2 separate regions of the Sus scrofa genome follow, and region 2 is linked to region 1. The links are chromatin contacts, called in public promoter capture Hi-C maps. All regions are on one chromosome and are shown on one strand. Each heading gives the region's core, a stretch centred on a gene start, on an enhancer-like site or on the middle of the called end of the contact. The rest is flanking DNA. Distances are from core to core; before and after follow the strand shown. Region 1 holds the start of CADPS2 (calcium-dependent secretion activator 2). Region 2 holds the start of RNF148 (RING finger protein 148).

What was found. Promoter capture Hi-C pulls out the DNA fragments that hold promoters and counts their contacts.
Region 2: a promoter capture Hi-C map of liver shows a contact between it and region 1, with 4 times the contacts expected there. The contact joins the promoter of RNF148 here to the promoter of CADPS2 in region 1. A contact is called at or near these places in 1 of 5 promoter capture datasets (liver) and 1 of 47 Hi-C or Micro-C datasets (liver).

The regions. Positions count from the first base shown.
Region 1 is chr18:24,370,237-24,374,141 of Sscrofa11.1, forward strand. It overlaps CADPS2 (calcium-dependent secretion activator 2), which reads left to right and starts at 2,312. Exons shown (of 31, transcript XM_013985671.2): 1 at 2,312-2,988. The coding sequence starts at 2,650. It overlaps LOC106506794 (a long non-coding RNA gene), which reads left to right. Exons shown (of 3, transcript XR_001302352.2): 2 at 1-52; 3 at 1,178-1,268.
Region 2 is chr18:24,519,633-24,523,570 of Sscrofa11.1, forward strand. RNF148 (RING finger protein 148) reads left to right here and starts at 2,026. Exons shown (of 1, transcript XM_003134733.4): 1 at 2,026-3,938. All of the region lies in intron 2 of CADPS2 (calcium-dependent secretion activator 2), which reads left to right.

The DNA.
Region 1 (3,905 bases), core at 1,062-3,561:
AAAACATATGTCAAGCATCCTGGAAGCCTTCCCTTACTCTAAGTTCAATAAGGTATTTTTTGTGTGTGTGTGTGCATTACCATTATCTTCTGAGATATTAGAACAAGCATCAGATTGCAACACCAATATTTATTTTTTATTTTTTCCATTAAAAGTTTTTCTCATTTGTCATTCTTTAACCTGTAATCTTCTTAAGGTCGGAGACTATATCTTGTTCTCCTAAATATACTTTGCAGTTTTAACAATGTTAATTTCTTAACTAATGTATGTGTAATAACAAAATCTTTAAACATTCTCCTTGTTGTTTTGGCAATTTAATTTATGCCTCTTAAACCATTTTCATCCCTATAGATGAAGCACTGTATATGTTATTCTAAAAATTATTGGATGTTTTCCAGTGGGATTTTCTAGGCTTGGAGAATCTTTAATTTGATAACCATTTTAAATAGGAAGAGAATAATAAGCTATCACATGAAGCAGTTTTAACTAATTAATAAAGGCAACTTAAAAAAATACCTTTCCTTGGCAAGAAAAGGAAGGACAGTAAAACTGCTATATATATATATATATATATTCTTTTATGTGCCTAGGAATTAAATTCTTATTTTAGTTATCAGTTTAACAAACATAATGCATATAATACACTGATTTATAATCAGACAAATTATAATAGCAAAAGCCACTTTTTGAAACCAGAAAGGATTCAATATGTTGAGTCCTTGTTCTACTAGTTGTTGGTTCTGTAGGAAAAAGGATTTTCTAAGTCTCTGGTTCCTTATCTCTGCAATGGAACTAAAACAATGTATATAAAGTATCATCATCACCACCACCTGTCTCAAAATTTGGTGAATTATTAGATAAGCACATTTACAAAACTTTGCAAAATGTAAAGTGCTATGTATCTGACATAACATTAGATACTGTAACTTAAATGAATAAACTTGTCATTTATAGTTTACCATGTCACAAACGAAACATTGCCTTTAAATACATCAGTTTTTATTTTATTTTATTTTTAAATACATCAGTTTTTGAGGTTTGTATTCCTTGGCAGTTGGAGATCAGCCAGTAGTCACACCCTCAGTGAACAGCTTTTATCACTGTGGGCACTGATAAGAATTGATAAATAGGCAAGGCTCCCCAGGAGTAAAATGTCTCCTTGTCTTTCTCTATCTAGGGAAAGTATGAGTAATGAAGAGGGGAAAGCCCCTCATGTGTACCTAACTAACTGTGGAAGTGGTTGAAAAAGATGCAGCTGCTATTTGGCCATGGCGTGGGTAGATGAGCTCAGAACTCGTAGTTTTATCAGCCGGGTGATAATTGTACTGAGCTTCAGTCGCCTCTGTGCCAGCTTGGCCACTGCTCGCGACACCTCGTGTTGAATGCACTGTTTCCCCTATTTTCTCCTTCGTCCGGATCAGGAGCACTGGAAAAACCACAGAAAGAAACTCCTAGATGGGTCTGACATTGGAACTGAGAAATCTGCGTAGATAAATAAAACAGGCTTCAGGTGCAGCTGCGAGACGCCCACTTGAGGCCAGAAGTAACAGTGACCAAGTTTTGTGTGCCTCAGTGCGCTGCGCGTCCAAACGATAAGCGTGCTGGACTCAGAGAGCGCTCAAATATTTGCTGAATAAATGTTTACACCACACAACCTGTCTTGAGTCAATCGCATTCCAACCTAGAAAATAATCAAGCTATGTGTGAGCTGAATCAGAACCATTTCGCACATATAAGACCTATCTTGCTCATGCATCCATAGTAATAAAGACAGTTTAAAAAGAAAGCCTCGCGTACTTTTTGCTGTTCTTTTCAAGAATATTTCCTCTCTGACTTTCACAATTTGGACTTCAGCATAAGCATCAAACAAAAATAAAGCAGAGGGAGAGACTTAAAAAGTCCCTTCCCAACGTTATTTGGAGGTAAACAGTTTTGACCCCACTTTTCTGTGCGGGGGTTCAACCCTGGGTATCAGATTTGGATCCGAGACTCATTCTGGACGCTCCCCTCACCTGGGCAGGTGGAGGGAGGCGGCTCTCTCGCCCCCTGTCCGCCTGCCCCTCCGGAAGCTGGCGGGCGAAAAGAGAATGGGTAGTGGGGTCAGGGTAGTTCCAGAAACCCGAGTGGGCGCACGCAGAACCACTAGGCTCAGCTGCTTCCCATCTTTGCAAATTGCGCGCCGGGCATCAGAGCACCGGGCCCTGGTCGCGGCGGCGGCGCGCGCACGCGCACTCCCCGGCCCCGTGCCCGCTCCTCAACATTCCATTCCACGTGTTGCTAGTTGTAGGCGCCACAGGTTCCCCACCTGCGCCCGGACGCTCGGGCGGCTCCGCCTCGGCCGGCGGACGTTGGAAGACCACGGGGGCCACGGGCCCCGGGCCGGCCCAGCAGTTCACGAGGCGCTCGGGCTCACCCCCCGACGCTAACTCCGCCTATTTAATCCCGGCGGCTCCTGCCCGCCCCTTGCGCCCTGGTGGTAGGAAACACTCCTGGGTCTAGCTCGACGTGTCCGGAAAGCCTCCGCCAGTTTCCCTTTCGTTCTGCAGCCGCTGCTTGCTGGCCGTACAGCGCCCGCACACCCACGGGCGCAGCCGCTGGGGGTGAGGCTCCTGGGGGCCGCGGGCTGAGCGGCGGGGCGCCCCAAGCACCATGCTGGACCCGTCTTCCAGCGAAGAGGAGTCGGACGAGGGGCTGGAAGAAGAGAGCCGCGATGTGCTGGTGGCGGCCGGCGGCTCGCAGCGAGTGTTGCCGGCCCCGGCTCGGGAAGGGCGGCGGGACGCTGCGGGGCGCGCGGGCGGCAGCGGCGCGGCCAGACCCGTGAGCCCGAGCCCCTCCGTGCTCAGCGAGGGACGAGAGGAGCCCGAAAGGCAGCTGGACGAGGAGCAGGAGCGGAGGATCCGCCTGCAGCTCTACGTCTTCGTGGTGAGATGTATCGCGTACCCGTTTAATGCCAAGCAGCCCACTGACATGGCCCGGAGGCAGCAGAAGGTGAGTTGCCTGTAGGACCCGGCGCCTTCTACCCCCACTGCTTTCTTCTCGGGCTTTTCTCCTGGGTAGAGCTCTGGGGCGCCTGCCTGCTTGCTGTCTTTCTGCAGGACACTGTGTTTTTGTTGGTCTTGGAGGGCAAGGGAATCTTTGGGAGAGGGACACTGCTTTAGCCCGTTGGATATCGGGTTACAGCGGACACATTTTCTCCCTCACGGTTGGGAGAAGCTGTCAGCCTGGCATCCGTGGGACAGAGACCGACCCGACAGCCCCGGCGGTGGGCTGTTTGCACCCGGCGGACGGCCCTGGCCGGGTCGGTACGCAACTCATATCAACTTTAATTTCGAACAGCAGTGGTGCATTCCTGTCCGCCCAGCCTGCTGGAGTCGGGGCTCTACTGTGGATCTGAATGTGTGTGGAATCAGAACACCACTGTTAACTAGAAGGAAGCCCTCTCTAGGGTGAGGAGTAGAAATGTCCCTCGGTGAATGAAAAGGGTAAACTGACACGTTTCCTGTCCTAGTATATAACCTGGACGTCAAATCCTAAGAATGGTGTTCAGCTTTGGAGAGTTGCTGTGGGTCAGTAATTCCTAGTCCCCGACAGGCCTGATGAAACGCAATTGATGAAAAATAAAGGATTGGTGCATAACCACTTCATAATGCTTTTTCTTTTTTTTCCTTTTCCCTCCCCGAAGTAAGGAGTCTGTAACAGGTGAAAGTGTTTGCCGACAAGACCCCAGGGGTCTAATGTTCTGTAACAGACAAAAGTAATGACTCAAATTGCTCTAGTTGGGTAAGTGTTTTCAATGGGAACCGTCTAGGAGCTCTTTAGAGATTGCTGAACCTAGAAGGTTCAGTGGAAACCTGCAGCAGTCCCCTTGGTTTGAGACAAGATGTGGAGACCCAGAGAGAATGGAA
Region 2 (3,938 bases), core at 776-3,275, 150 kb after region 1:
TAATGATAACATTAGAAGTTCATAGTGGAACATAATTTGTATTGGATTTGTCTAATGGTTTCTGGGGATTGCAAGGTTTTGGTGCATTTGGGGCTGGAATAAAAGGCCTTCTGGGTTGTTGAGAATGTTAGTTGCATTTTGAACTTTTTGCTGTAACTGTTAGCATGGATAAGATGTTAGGACTTGAGGCTCTGAAGTGAACAAAATCAATAAATATGTAAAAGATAATTTATATGTAAAAATATAAATAGGCATTTTTAATTTCGTAGTCTAGTTGCTTATGCATTAGAAATAGTTGCTTTATGGCTGTATATTATTCCACTTTTTTTTTTTTTTTACTTCTCAGAGATGTGGATGGAATTTATTCTTGACTTTTGGAGGGAAAATGTGAGACAGATGGCCTCTGATCCTGTGATATTCAATAAACCTTTTTCTGGACAACTGTTGTCAAAGTAATTCTTAGCTGAGGGAAGACATGTCAAATCATTGCTGCTTCTGTTTTTTTTTTTTTTAAATAAATGGCTGTAATGCAGAGGTTGCCAAAAGCTGCTGGTATGTCTTACTGTTTTGAAGAACAAGTGCTCAAAAAGTCAAACATTTGTTGGAGGACCCTGAACAGATTTTACTGTGCTAGTGTAGGGACAAGAGGAAAAAACAGGATTTATAGAAATAAGATGACACGGCTCCTCCCAAGACATTCTCAATCAAACAAGTGTAGACAGACCTGTAACTATACTATGTAATATATGGCAAAGTTAAATGACAAGTAGGTGCAAAAAGAATGTGTCATAGGAGCAGGTTGTTTAGACCGGGACGATTGCAGAAGGGAGATGGGGCTCAGTCTTGAAGGCTGAGAAAATGTTACTGGGTGGAAAAGGGAGGAAAGAGCCTTCAGAGAATTAGGAAGAGGGACAGGGTCCCTTTATTGAACCCCCATGCTAGCAGTGTGCTTGGTGAATTTCAAATAGATGTGAAATAGGTCATCAGGCACCAAGCAGGCATCACTTCCCCATCTTACAAATCGGAGGACAGAGGCTCCGTGTGACTCCCTTCACAGAGCAAGTGTGTGGGGTTTCACAGATACTCTGTCTCATAGCCTTGGGCTTCAGGACAGTTTCTGCGTGTGTGAGGGCTCCGTATTTCTGTTTTTCTTCTCTGCTGCCTCCCAGGAGAGATCAAATTACGTAATAAATGAATAAAGCTTTTGTGACCTGTGAATCTGAAAAAGATTTTCCCACTTAGATCCCCCCGCTTTTTTTTTTTTTTTTTTTTTTTAAAGGGTTGCACCTGCAGCATATGGAGGTACCCAGGCTAGGGGTTGAATCAGAGCTACACTGCCGGCCACAGCCATGCCAGATCTGAGCCATGTCTGCCACCTACACCACAGCTTATGGCAATGCCGGATCCTTAATCCACTCAGCGAGGCCGGGGATCAAACCTGCAACCTTAAGGTTCCTTGTTGGATTCGTTTCTGCTGTGCCACGACAGAAACTCCTAAGTGGGAAAATCTTAGTTGCCACTGCCCTGCTATTTCTGACTGCTAAGAACTCACTCTGTTAACTGCACTCCAGGGGTCTTGGGAAGACAAAGCTTTGTACAAACCTTGATGACCAGTTGTAGCTTAAAGAGGTCTAGAATCTACTTTAGGGCTTTAGGACAACTTTGAAATGACAGAGCTCCAAAAGCAGCCTCCTCATCCTCGGTGGTTCTTAACTACATAAGCAAAATAGTCGGTTAAGAGAACAGGGCCAGTTCTGGTGATTCTTCAAATGATTCTGCGTAATGTTTTTTCTTTATTTGATTATATTGCCTCCCTTCACCCTTTCAAACAAAGATCCAGTCTAAATGGTAAAAGGTGTGTTTTGTCTTAGGCTCAAAGAAAGATAATACCACTAATTATAGTACTTAATTTTTTTCTTTTTAGGGCTGCACCTGCAGCATATGGAGGTTCCCAGGTTAGGGGTTGAATTGGAGCTACAGCTGCTGGCCTACACCACAGCCACAGCAATGAGGGATCCCAGCTGTGTCTTCAACCTACATCACAACTCCAGATCCTTAACCCACTGAGCAAGGCCAGGGATTGAACCCGCAACCTTATGATTCCTAGTCAGATTCGTTTCTGTGTGCCCCAGTGGGAACTCCAGAGTACTTAATCTTGAATCTCATGTTTGCTTAAGGATGTTTGTTCAGCTTTTCTCTCTCCTCCTTGATGCAAAAGCAGTGTTAAGTTTTTCTGTTACTTCCCAAACTACTAGTGATGTGTTTCTACTCTGTTGATAGCTATTCTGTCTTCTAACTTGGTAGACTGCATGAGAAGAAAAAGTTATCAATTTAGTGTTAAAGTTTTATAGGCTTGAATTCAGAATGTAAAAGAATTTATGGAGTTTGATTTATACCCATTAAAGTTTAAAAGGGATTTGGTCATATTCCAGATGGTCGTTTATCTTAGCGTTTAGGTATGACTATAAAAACTTCACTTTTATGAGTCTTAAATCTATAGAAGAATTAAAGGTTAAAATCATTATGGATATTCTAACTATTCTCTGCTCTAACTGAAATATTAAATTAAGTAGGTGCATTATTGGATAAGTAATTTTACAGGTTAGTATTCAGAGAATGTCAATTTAATCTTCATTGAGAACCTATGATGTGCTAGATACTGTGCTAGAAGCTGAATATGCAAAAAATGAGAATAAGATTTAATCCCAGACCTGGAGATTAGTAGAGTAGATCATTTTGTGGAGGGAACTGTATCAGCTACTGAATAATAAACCACTCCCAAACTCAATGTATAGCAGGGCAGTTTTTTTTTTAATTTAAATGAACTGTTAAAAGGGTCAGTATCTGTCATTGCTCAGGAGTCTGGGTGAGTGAGGCGATTCTTCAGGTCTCCGCTGGATGCAGTCGCATGTCTGTGGCCACCTCAGGATTTTGGAGACATCTCTGCTCGTCTTGGGGGCGCACATATGGTGGCCTATCTGTAGATTGACCTGGGGTAGCCCCAGCTGGAACACCTGTGCTCTCCTGTCAGGCCAGGCTTCTTCACTGGAGGGCAGCAGGGTTTCAAGAGCCAGAGGAGGAGTGCACCCCTCCACTCAGGCTTAGGCTTGGTGCTAGCATGTCATCGATTTCCTGCCAGTCTGTCTGCCAGCGGGAGTACCAGACCCCTGAGTCACCATTCCATCAGGAGATAGGATTTATTTCAACAGCCCTATAGAAATAAATTCCATCTCCTGATGTAACAACCTGCTAAGTCACATTGCAAAGGGCATCATCACTGGGAGGGAAGTAATTGGAACACTTTCGCAATTAGTGTTCCTACCGTAGAGAGAGTTTTGTGGGAGGAACAAGCCTGTATAAGATCTAACGTAGTGACAGCTAAAATAGAAGCATAGGACACTCCAAGGCCTCAGAATTGCAGACATTTCAGGAGTGACAATAGTAGTAAATGAGGCTGGATTGAAGGAAAGAGGACCAGGCTGGAGAGGCTTATAGTGCCTTTCTGAGAAGCTTGGGTGTTACCCTTTGGAGGGAGGGAGCCATGTCAGGATTTAAGCAAGCAGACATGCCATTGGACACTTTGTTACTTTTTTTTTTTTTTTTTTTTAAGTAGGTTGCTCTGGCAACAGAATGAACTTAAGGTGAGCAAAACAGTGATAGCAAATGAGATGCTATTGCAAAATTGTAGACTGTGGAACGATGATGAGGCCAAACTAAAGCAGTGGAAAGTGTTCGCCCAAGTGTAGTAAGCCTGGCCATGTTAATCATTCATTTAAACATGCTCTTTTGAGCCAGGCACTGTTAGGTGTTTGGAGAAATGTCAGTGGAAATTCCTCTTCTTTAATGTTACACTGGATTTTCAGAGCTTTGGACTTCTGGAACACTTCTACAAGTTGCCTTTTCCTCATGCATCCGTGTTATCTCTACTCTGGACAAAT